2 separate regions of the Hordeum vulgare genome follow, and region 2 is linked to region 1. The links are chromatin contacts, called in public Hi-C maps. All regions are on one chromosome and are shown on one strand. The core of a region is the stretch at or near the end of the contact, and the rest is flanking DNA. Distances in the headings are between cores, read along the strand shown. Region 1 holds the start of LOC123452279 (COBRA-like protein 3). Region 2 holds the start of LOC123452290 (60S ribosomal protein L13a-4).

Evidence for each region. Hi-C and Micro-C count contacts between places; a contact is called where the count stands out from the background.
Region 2: a Hi-C map of seedling shows a contact between it and region 1, with 2.8 times the contacts expected there. The contact joins the promoter of LOC123452290 here to the promoter of LOC123452279 in region 1. A contact is called at or near these places in 2 of 6 Hi-C or Micro-C datasets (leaf and seedling).

What each region holds. Positions count from the first base shown.
Region 1 is chr5H:528,703,293-528,709,328 of MorexV3_pseudomolecules_assembly, reverse strand. LOC123452279 (COBRA-like protein 3) reads left to right here and starts at 3,346. Exons shown (of 6, transcript XM_045128913.1): 1 at 3,346-3,719; 2 at 4,376-4,455; 3 at 4,730-5,186; 4 at 5,629-5,788; 5 at 5,877-6,036. The coding sequence starts at 3,620. It also overlaps the pseudogene LOC123452281.
Region 2 is chr5H:529,073,062-529,079,097 of MorexV3_pseudomolecules_assembly, reverse strand. It overlaps LOC123452290 (60S ribosomal protein L13a-4), which reads right to left and starts at 2,760. Exons shown (of 4, transcript XM_045128922.1): 1 at 2,408-2,760; 2 at 2,172-2,288; 3 at 2,000-2,087; 4 at 347-687. The coding sequence starts at 2,679. The coding sequence ends at 544. It overlaps LOC123452289, which reads right to left. Exons shown (of 8, transcript XM_045128921.1): 3 at 5,140-6,036; 4 at 4,958-5,039; 5 at 4,808-4,874; 6 at 4,531-4,716; 7 at 4,363-4,423; 8 at 3,905-4,265. The coding sequence ends at 4,093. It overlaps LOC123400500 (a small nucleolar RNA gene), which reads right to left and starts at 884; the gene lies at 802-884. It also overlaps the pseudogene LOC123400530, the pseudogene LOC123400531, the pseudogene LOC123400533 and the pseudogene LOC123400532.

The DNA of each region.
Region 1 (6,036 bases), core at 2,097-4,596:
TTCGCGTCGTGCACCGCTGTTGATGAGTGGCCTCCGAATGTTTTTTTTTTCCTTTCCCTCCCCTTTTCGTCCCACCGACAGAAAGAAGGGAGAGACGCTGTGTCACGGCGCGTTGCCTTTCTTTATTCCCCGAGGTGTCGGTCCGCATGTGTGGTTTGGCTAGACCCACATGACAGTCACCACCACCCCATGCCATTAGTTTAATGAACTCCCCACAAGATTGGTGGTGATCGAGTACGGCGCCTCCCGGTTCTGCCCCTCGCGGCTCTGGACTTAGGGAGAGCACGGTTTTTTCGTTCCGTATGATGCCCGCCCGACTGTTCAGTTGGTTGCAAAAATCGACGGCAACGCAGAAGGGCCAGCAAGCAAACAGCGGGCAAGTGGAATGGCACATCGAGGCTTTGCTGTCCGTGTATTGCATCACTTTCGCTGATATTTAGAGCGACGGAGAGATGATTAATTGCGTGCATGGATCTTCTTTGCATGCCGTGTTTTCTGTCTGCACATGATGAATTGCTATGATTCAAAACAGGGCAACGGTGTGATCAGCTTGGGAGTTATTTTCACTTAGCACAAATGGCAACTCTCTTCGTCCATGTGGGGTTTGTAAGATTTTTCTTTAATTAATCAGACAACTCTCTTTTTCTTCATTAATAAAAATGGTAAATCTTTTGACTCGTTTCAGAAAAATAAAAATACAACGCCGGTTGAAAGTGGAGGTCATCAAAGTCACATAACGCCTTTTTAGGTCTGTGACTAAATGTGGCATGCCAAACAAGCCCAAGATAATGTTTAGATGTTGTTGTTTGCAGTGCTTTTTCACTCTGACGGCAAACAATAAACTTCAATTCTGGTAAAACTAAACCCAAAAAAATCTTATTATCTATTTGGGGTTTATTTTCATGGTCCATCAACAATGAGCTTGTTCTTTTTACGAAATAACTACATCGAGCTATTTTATTGCCAGGAAATTATAGAGAAGGACACACTAAAAATAAAAATAAAACACTAGAGCTTGGGATATGGTCTTGACTAGACGAAACAAGAAAATTACAAAATGAAAGAACATTGTCCATGCTACTATGTGGCTAGCAGGGTCAACAACGAAACCATTATCTCACAAGGAAAAGGGGGGGGGGCATCGGAGTTTGATACATTGACTCACAAAAAGAAAACATCCAACCTTCATGCATCAACTAAACATTGCCACATAAAATAAACAGTGGCAGACCTAGAGAGAAAATGACCTGGTGTCCTAGCATATTATCACTCATGGAATGCGACACACTATACTTTGCATGAAACCTACAAAGAAAACATTTTGCACTCAGTGTCCTATACAACCGGGTAGTTCAATATGGGTACACCTTTGAGAATAGGAAAGGAACATCGTCCGAGCTTCATACATCAACTCAAACATTATGGCATAGAAAAAGGAACATTGTCTGAGCTTGGTACAAGGGTGTCCACGCCCAACAACACCAGGCATGTCTCATAATCCACAAATAGTGATTTGCATGAGCTCGCAAAACCCACGTTCGCCATATGTTCATCATTACCCCCCTTCCGAGACTGTTGAGTTGTCTTCGCCATATGAAAACAAGGTGCCATCCAAATTCCCTACAATTGCAGTCCATAGGAAAATACCAAATCAACATGTGAGGTACCAAACACGCTCCATCTACCTCCTCACCGAGTGTAGTTAGCTCAACAACATTGAACCCATGGCAATTCACCGAGGCTTGCCTCATGTGTCACCCATTAGCTTGTGATTTCACTGGAACCAATTCAAGTTGTGGATATTGTCCTCTGTGAAGCTTGTTTATACAAATTAAGCTAGATAGCCAAAGAAACATAACCTCCACACCATCTTGAAAACTCACATCACATTTGGTGAGAGTTAAAAATGATGGTAGTGTAGAATTTGGTTCTTTGGAATCAACATCCCGATATGCTCCTTTATCAAAGATGGTAGAGTGTAGTCTCTACCCCAAGGAAAAACAATCTCATAAGACCACATCTCTTCCTTAATCAAATTAGAACCTCTTGAGCAAATGGCACGCGTCCTTCCATATCCCAAAAACACTATTTCTTCGCCAACACGGTAGTTACATGTGGCATGGAACCTATCAACCGTCTCTTGACGTGGTTGCAACAAGATTCGTCTCTAAAGGAAATGCCATCTTTAATGGTGGTGTGGCGGTTGAAGTTAGACAACAACCAAAGGAGCTGTTTGTTATAGGTATATTTGCTCTTTGATGGATTGGAAGATGCACATGTTGGATATAGCCAGATCTAGCCTTACATAGTCAACGGCGAAGCGTGGACCAAATTGAAGAAGGGGTCTCAAAGGTTAGGGAGATTGAGAAGCCGGAAGATCAGCAGGGTTTAACACTAATGCAAGCTTATCCTTGCAATCTTCATCATGCAAGGGGAGGCCAGGACCCTCCTTTGTCCTGCAAATGATCTGCCTATGTATGTAGTGTCCTCCAACCATTATGAAAACTAGGCTGGAGAGAGGTGACACAAGCCATGCCTATAGGTGGAGGCGAGAATGATGAGAGCAACATCCTGAATGGCAAGACAACAATATGGTAGCAGAGCATTGGCTGAGGCGTGTGTTGCCCAGTGCGACGATGATGTCTTCAGCACCAATGTTTTTTTTATGTTTTATGTGGATATAACAATTATACCGTTATTCTCACCTATAGGGCGACCTAGTTGAACACTACTTTACCAAGTTGGTTCCTTTGAGAAGCTTCTTGTACGACACATTGTACGATAGGACTTAGACCAATTTATAGGTCATTCAAATCAAATTATAGTCACATCATCACAATCTTAATAGAAAGATCGGTATAGGCATAGTCTCACACAGCAGGGAGGGGCACGCCGGGGAGGGGGTCTCTCTCGTGTGTGTGTGCGCGCGCGCGCGCTCATGGGCGGTGCCATGCTATTTGGACACCAAAATTTATCAGATTTGGCAAGGTTTGTTGAAGCAGAATTGAGCAAGGCCAGTACTTTTGCTTGAAACATGTGCTACATTTTGGCATCGGACTTTGTCACATTTAGGCAAAGTTTGCTCACGCAGAATGATCTCCGAGACCGACACCCAAACACCCGCTCCACGAGCGCCATAGGCGGGGGGTGGCAGCCCCTGCCCCTGTCCCAGCTCCCGATGAGTGACATGACATCCATCGCCCAATAGGGAACAGCTGTACGAGCAGAGGGCATTTCAGTCCAAACCACCTCGGAGGTTGGGCCGTCACATCTGCTCTTTCCTCGCGGGGGAGAGGAAGGGGAAAAAAAAAAGGCGCCCCCTCCCCTCCCCGCGATATAATTCCCACCGAGGCGCGGAAGGAAGCGTCCGTGAGGGAGCACACTCGCAGACGGAGCGCGTCTCGTCGCAGTAAAAACTGGGGAGACGGCCGCGGCCGCACATGCTTTAAGTCCCACTCCCACCACCACCACCACCACCTGCTCAGTCGCCGCAGATCTCCAGCTCCCCCCATCATCGGCGGGCGCGGCCGCATTCCTCGCCGTACGGAGCGAAGCGGGGATCGGTGGGTGGGTAGGTGCGGCTGCTGGGGAGTGTCGGTGGGGTAGCGCGGGAGGAAAAATGGCGCCGGTTGGTGGCGTCGCCGGGGGCTCCAGATCCGCGGCCTGCTGCGCCGTGCTGCTCGCGGCGGTGCTCTTCTTCTCCGCGCCGGCCACCACAGGTTCGGTTCCTCCCCTTCCCGCCCAACCCCGGCCCTTCTCCCCCTCTCTCGTGCCTCGTCGTCGTGCCTGGAGCCGGCGAATCTGTAGTTCTGTTCACGGATCCCGATCGCCGCGGAGCATCGCTGAGACGAGGCGGTCGCACGCTTCTGCCATGCGCGCTGGTCAATGCCCGCTCCCGTTTAGTTAGTGCTGTCGGTGTCGGTGGCTTCTAATTTTGATCCCACTGGGTTACTTCCGTCCGTTCATTTCGAGCTTGTCCGAGTTCTGAAGCTAAATTAGGAAGCTATCCATAACTGTGAGACGGGCGATCTGTCGAGCTTCCCCGCTGCCACTCTGCTGATTCTTCTTCACACTTGCTCGTGTCGAGCTCTGTGGCGGTAGATCTGTCCAGGAGGGAAGGGGATCAGTAGAAACATGTCGATCAATTGTTTTGCTGCTAGAAAATATCCGGCGGGCAACTTAAGCGGATAGATCCTGCAAATTGGAATTATGATGTAACCCTCTTTATTTAGTGCGTCTCACCTCTTTGTTACTCTTTATTTACTATACTATCCTGCTGAAAACATAGTATCTAGTGTGTATCACCTTCTTTATTTAGTTTGTTTCCATATATATGTATCTAATATATGCACCCTTTGTTTGTTTGTTCACGCAGAGGCTTATGATTCGCTGGATCCAAATGGCAACATCACGATAAAATGGGATATTATTTCGTGGACTCCGGATGGTTATGTTGTAAGTAGCACCTCTTCACATCAATAGCTTGCTAATGATGTGTTACAAAATTTGCAGTAGCCACTCTTCACATCAACAGCTTGCTAATGATTGATTACAAATTTTGCCACAAACAATATAGTAGACACTCTTCACATCAACAGCTTCCTAATGATTGATTGCAAACTTTGCCGCAAACTACATAGTAGTACCAAGTACAATTATCAGCAGATTATGGATATCTTGTCACACTCTACCTGTATCATGATCTTTATTCCAAACTTGTCATGTGCAGGCAACGGTCACAATGTTCAACTACCAGCAGTTCCGACACATATCTGCGCCTGGGTGGCAGCTAGGGTGGTCGTGGGCAAAGAAAGAGGTCATCTGGTCGATGGTGGGGGCTCAGGCCACTGAGCAGGGTGATTGCTCAAAATTCAAGAGCGCCCCTCCCCATTGCTGCAAGAGAGATCCGACGATCGTCGATCTTCTTCCAGGCACCCCATTCAACCAGCAAATTGCCAACTGTTGCAAGGCAGGAGTTATAAAGACATTTAACCAGGACCCAGGAAATGCTGCTTCCTCCTTCCAGATTAGTGTTGGTCTTGCTGGGACTACCAATAAGACGGTTAAGATGCCAAAGAACTTCACCCTTAAGGCCCCAGGTCCAGGGTACACATGTGGGCGTGCTCTTGTTGGCAGGCCTACCAAGTATTACTCGTCAGACGGGCGCAGGGTAACCCAAGCTCTCAGTAAGTTGCCCACTATTGCTCTTCAGTGCTTGCTCTATATTGCTTGAATACTTTGCGCAAATGCATTAGCAAGCTAAACCAATTGAGCTAAACAAATCCTACTATCACTTCTGCATTCTTCTGCTCCTTAATCGTGAATGAATGTTATGTTATAATATGTGTAGGATTAGTGAAAGACTGGAAAGGGTAAATCCATGTAAACAAGAAGTGATTCATTTTCGGAAGGGGGATGAGTTCATCACCTGGGATCGTTGTTAGCTGATATTTATTTGAAAACAGGCCACCGCTAAGCCTGACAATATCTTAACGAGTTTTGTTCACTTGCAAATAATGCATGTCAAATGCAGGAAACATCAGATTGGTTCCATATATGTTTTATGCTTTATTGCTGATAGTGTTCTTTATTTAGCGGGTATTAACAAAAGAAATTCTCTATTGACAGTGTCGTGGAATGTAACCTGCACATACTCCCAATTTCTTGCTCAGAAGACTCCGACCTGCTGTGTATCTCTCTCATCGTTTTATAATGACACTATTGTGAACTGCCCAACGTGCTCTTGCGGTTGCCAAAACAATATTACTCGTCCAGGAAGCTGTGTAAAGTGAGTTAATAATTATTACTCTTTACTATGCTTCATATTAAGGTTTTAACTCGCTGCAGATTCCTAATGAACCCTATCCATTTTACAGTGACAATTCACCTTATTTACAATCTGCCATCAATGGCCCTGGCAAACTAACCGGGCAGCCTCTTGTCCAATGTACGTCCCACATGTGCCCGATAAGAATCCATTGGCATGTGAAGCTCAACTACAAGGACTACTGGAGAGTGAAAGTCACCATCACAAAC
Region 2 (6,036 bases), core at 1,511-4,010, 370 kb before region 1:
AAAATGTCTTATCAAATTTTAATTAGAAGAGAGGCATGGCATTAGGCCAGCGGTGATGGCGTGCAGGGAGTGCGGAGGGCCAAGCAAAGGCTGCATGCAATGATCAGCAGCACGATGCGCAACTGATTTCTGAAAGTTATCAGCCGGCTGATTATAACACTTTTCATTAGTACTTTGTTTATTACAGAAGTTGAGGGGAATCCCAAAGTATAGTTGTACACTAAGATTTTTAACGTAGCTCAGGAAATCGCTAAAACACCCGCAACAGGCCATAACAAGGGGCTGCCAAGGCTGTAGTGAAGAGAAAAGGCTACAGCACCATATAATCACCTGATAGACATTCACAAGAATCTTCAAATGCACACATTTGATAAACGAAACAGTTGACCCAAGTAGAAAATTTCAAATGAGGGTAGCAGAACTGCATGCATAACAAAGGTTTACCAACCAGGTTGTACTAACACAGAGTTACCAAACTACTTAAAGACAAGAGGAGGACAGAGGTTTCCCAAAACTGATGGCGCACAAAAGCTCTGATCTCTCTTAGTATTTGATCGGGGCCAGGATCTCCAGCTGAGTTCCCAACTTCTCCTCGGCTGCCTTCTCGGCCTTGACGCGGAGCTTCGCCAGCTGCTTTCTCCTGTCGTACGAGACCTTGGCCTTCTCCTTCCTCTTTTCCTCCAGCTCCTGAATACAGGCCAAAGAGCGATGAGAAACGATATGCACAAACATCAGCACATAATGAACAAAAACTGGCAACAGGGGATGTACTGTAATGATAACAAAAGACTAGAACTAAAGAGCCTCAGAGATCTTGGTGGTTGAGATCATCAAGTGGGATAAACCCATCAAGAGTAGCAAATATTTTGATAACATCACAGGCTCAAAAGAAAATAGAACACCAGCAAAACTGCGGAATAAAGATGCAGAGAGTTTAACTGAAACCCAAAAGAGAACAAAATCTAGTAAGAGCACAAAAAGGCATGATCTGTCAGAAGTAGTTGGTTGTGATAATCATTTAGTATCAGTGGGAATCCGAACGATTTTCTTCATCACACAGAAGCATGTAATTGTACCCAATAGAAGACAGAGAGTAACAAGGTTGCAACCAAAATAAGGAGTGCATGTACAGCCAGTCATATAGCAATGCAAATGTAATTCAGGAGATGCCATGATCCGTCAGAAGTAGCTGGTTACACTAATCATGAAATATCAGTGGGAATCCGAACGATTTTCTTCGTCACCCAGAATCGTGTTAAACCAATAGAACACAACGAGCAGCAAGATTCATAACCAATGTTGGATTACAGTCAGTCTAAAGCGGTAAAAACGTCCAAATGAAATTCAGGAGATGGCATGACCCGTCAGAAGTAGCTGGTTATAATAATCATGAAATATCAGTGGGAATCCGAACGATTTTATTCATCACCCAGGTCATGCACATCTTGTCAGCTAGCAGAACATAAAAGAAGCGGATTCAAACTGTATTGCTAAGAGGTTTGCAAAATACTAAGAAAGGCACGTATTGCCAAATGATAAAAGAGTACAAATATGCAGATATAATCCAAGAGATGGCATGATCTGTCAGAAGTAGCTGGTTGTAATAATCATGACAAATCAGTGGGAATCCGAACGATTTTATTCATCAGCCAGATCATGCACATCTCAGCAAGCATGAGTACAACTAGACCCAGTTCTCATCAATGACTGCAAGCATGAGCAAATAAAATTCTTCACGGTATAATAAAGCATGATCTGTAAATGGCTTCTAAAATCCGTGGGCATCAGCATAAACATTTTCCAAATGCAGAACAAATCATTTATCAACAGGGGAGCATATATGACAAAAATCTGAATATCTACTAGAGTACCAGCAAACCAGAGTGAACTTTCATTGAATGATTAGTACAACTAGACCCATTTTAGTATAGCAGGACCGTAACAATCGAACGCTAGCAACTAGTGAGCACCGAAGAAAAAAGGAAAGGAAATAGCTTACCCTGATGGTGTCGGCGTAGTTCCATCCGACCTCCTTGGAGAGCTGGCCCAGGAGGCAGTACCTGTGCCCGGGCTGCAGCCTCAGAACCCTGCAATATCACAAGCAACGTCAACACCAAACATACATATACGACGTACGCAGAGATCTAGAAGACAGTCGAACGCCGACGTACTTGAGCGCGTCGGGGATGACCATGCGCTTGGTCCTGTCGTACGGCGGCGGCACACCCTCGTACGCCTTGAGCCTGGCAAGTGCGGCCTCGCCCCTCGCGGTCTTGTGCGGAATCATACTGCAGAGCGCCACCAAGCAAAGCATCATAAGAACACACAAACCCAAATGGGAACGGCGACATAAGTACAGAGGCGGAAGCGACGGATCTAAGCGGCGGCAGCGTCGCCGGCGACGTACCCGCGGATGGTGCGCCAGAGGATCTTGGCCGGGGCGCGGAAGTGGATGGGGCCGTGGGATGGCTTGGTGTTCATCCTCTTGCGGAGGAAGCGGAGGTACTTCATCTTCTGGCGGACGAGGCCGCCGGACATGCAGATCTCCTCGCAGCGGACCACCACCACGCGCTGCCCGTTGAGCAGCTCCTTGGCGACGATCGACGCCAGGCGGCCGAGCATGTGGTGGCGGGCGTCCACCACCACGCGCTTGGCGCACACGCCGGAGCCGGACACCATCTCGCCTCTTACCTGGCGGCGGCGGCGCAGCTACTAGGGTTTGGAGTTCGGGGGGTGGAGGCGGAATGGAGAGCAGTGCGGCGCTTAGGGTTTCGTATTTATAGATCTCCGCGTTTAGGGTGTCTTGCATGGGCCAGTTGCTGGGCCGCTCCCGTCCGGGCTGTAGTGTTAAATGGGCTAGGCTTATTAGGTTTAGAGGCTTTACGAGTTTAGAAAAGTTTATTCTGCGCTGACGGGCTTGCTGAAGGATTTTGTCTGACAAAGATATACTGTACGTTTGTGGGTAAAAAAAAATGCCAAATGTTTTAAATAAAGTACTGAAAATATATTATCTATGAAAATGAAACTGGTGACCTTCAAAAAGACAATGTCATCCTAAATAAAAAATCAAATGTGTCGAGGGAGGAATTATTCGTACTCCCTCCATCCATATATATATAGGGCCTAATGCATTTTTCGAGATTGCCTTTGACTATTGATAAGATTAATAGTATATGAATTATATAATGTGAAAATTATATCATTGAAAGCTCATTTCACGTACGAATTTGAAGATATGCTTTGTGTAACTTGCATGCCATATATTATTGCTCTAACATATGATCAAAGTTAGTCTCGAAAAACGCATTAGACCCTATATATATGGAAAGAGGGAGTACAAAGCTTTTTGTCGATGAGTTAAATGGCTGATAATAGTAAGAAAAACAAAGAGGCTGGTTCAATTCTCTAAACTAAATTATTATTATTTTATATCATAGAAGATAAATTAATTAAGCTTAAGTTTATAATTGTTCGATTGCGCTATTCTCGTCTGTGTGAACATAGCTTTGCGAACGATTTCATGTTCCGCAAATTATGTTATTGTCTAACTAACTCCTAAAACACACATAGAAACATTGCACTTGCCGCAAAGATGAATCTATACAATTTTTTTTGTAGATCATAACCAAAAATAGAAGGAAAAAACATGTATGAAAGCAGTTCAAAAACATGGGACAATGGTACTACGTAGCAATACTACTTTCTTGAAGTGGTGTAGATGTTATCCAGTACTGGATTTTTTTAAACAGTTCAAAACTAATGGGATAAACGCTGGAGTAGTACCTTTAGGGCTCACGAGAAAATGGGTGCAAGATATAAAAGAACAACACAGAACCACATCAGTGCCTAGGTAGGGAAAAACATAAAAAAATAAAAACTGAATAAATATAAGGCTTTCCAAAAATTCGAGTCACCGGTACAAAATTCATTCATATTCACATCCGTACAAGTTATAACTGTTGGTGCCCAAAAATCCACGGTAAAATTAGTTTGGAGGTCAGGTATACAACAAACATGCGACAACTTCCCCTCATGTCTGAAGAATCAACACAAGATCAGTCTACTAGTCCGCCTCACTAGATATTGGGACGTTCAGGCACAAGTTAATGCACCATACTCTTTACCAGCTATTTCAGCATAGAAGTTCCAATTTGGATCACTCTGTGTAATAAAAGGTTGACCAAATGGATTATTGCCAACGTAGCACTCAACATCATCTGCAAAAACGAGTTTCTCCAGATACATGCGAAGATCTCCATCAGGACCTGCTTATCGGAAATTGTAATTTATATGCATCAATAGGCTGTAGTAGTGTAACAGGTAACTACGTAAGTACATCAACATGAAGTGGTGAATGCATACCCAATGAATTGTCGTTCTGGTTAAGATAGCTGAACGGTTGAGGAAAAATGGCAGTGTGTGGCTGCATAACATTGGCATGAAAATATGCATTATTCTAATATAGAAATGATACAGTTAAACGAGACACTTAAACAAGACGCTGGTATATGGAAACAGCTGAGAAAATACCGGATTGCGCAGAGCCTTGTAAGGAGAATCGTCCACAAGTAATGTATTGGAAGGTGAAAATTCTCCCTCCTTCCAAGGAAGACCAGGTTCTTCCTTATTCCACAGTTTCCTCAATTCCTTCAGTACTATTGGTTTGTGCACGTTCTCCAGTGTGTTACGTCCAGTCATTGTGCATTTATCCCTGGCCTGCCCATATGAAGGTCATAAAACATATTAGGACCAAAATTACATACAGTCGACCATGTCCATCTACCACAGGTTTGTTTCTGTTACTTACCCAAGAAAACAGTAGGTATGGTTTGAAATCACTCATGAGGATGTCAACAACAGAATCAACATTTTTCCTAGAAAAATGATAAATCACACATTAGTAAACATGGAGCAATGAGGATAAAGTAAAACAAAATATGTGGATAGTAAATAGTACCGTTTCCTTGAGGACCATACACCTAGCTCGAAATTTTTTATGCAGAAGTTGAGAAAATCATCACAGTAAGGCCTTCGGAAGACTGGTAGAAAGGTGTAGTACTATATTAATATCATCTGTCACAGTTCTATATCTGCATTTTCACAAACAATAATTATGGACAATTGTACAAGTAACTTTACCTAGTTTCCTTCGAACTTTTGCATCAGCCATGTGAGCATTGTGGAAATCTTCATTGATATCCGCAAGCAGGCCATTGAGATCTAGAATAAGAAGCTTTTTCTTCCGAATCCCTATCAAGGAATCTCTTGGCGGGAAGGACATTCTAAGCTTTTCGCTGTATGCCTGAGCTAAACTTGAAGGGCTTATCCGGTCATTGTTGTGTTTTGTTGATAAGCAAGTTCGTTCTTTCTCCTGCATTTCATTTCTTTCAGTACTGGTATGATCCAAATAACTTCTTCCAAATCCATGCTCTAAATTCTCATTGGCGTCTGATCCATACATGTTCATACTATGATGAACACCTTCCCTAAAGTTAGGAATTGCCCTTCCTAGCTCAAAGAAGTTTGCATCTTCATTGAATAGATACGACTGGTTCCTCTGAAATCCATGATCTGAACTCCCCATGGTCCTTGATTCATAGATGTTCATACTATGATGAACACCTGCCCTAAAGTTAGGGTCTGCCCTTCCTCGCTGAAAGAAGTTTGCACCTTCATCGCATGGATACGAGTGGTTCATCTGAAATCCATGTTCTGAATTCCCCATGGAGCCTGATCCATAGATATTCATATAGTGATGAACACCTGCCCTGAAGTTAGGGTCTGCCCTTCCTGACTGAAAGAAGTTTGCGCCCTCATCGAATGGATACGACTGGTTCCTCTGAAATCCATGTTCTGAATTCCTCATGGCGCCTGATCCATGGATGTTCATATTATGATGAACACCTGCCCTAAAGTTAGGGTCTGCCCTTCCTAGCTGAAAGAAGTTTGCACCTTCACTGAATGGATACGACTGGTTCCTCTGAAATCCATGCTCTGAATTCCCCATGGCGCCTGATCCATAGATGTTCATATTGT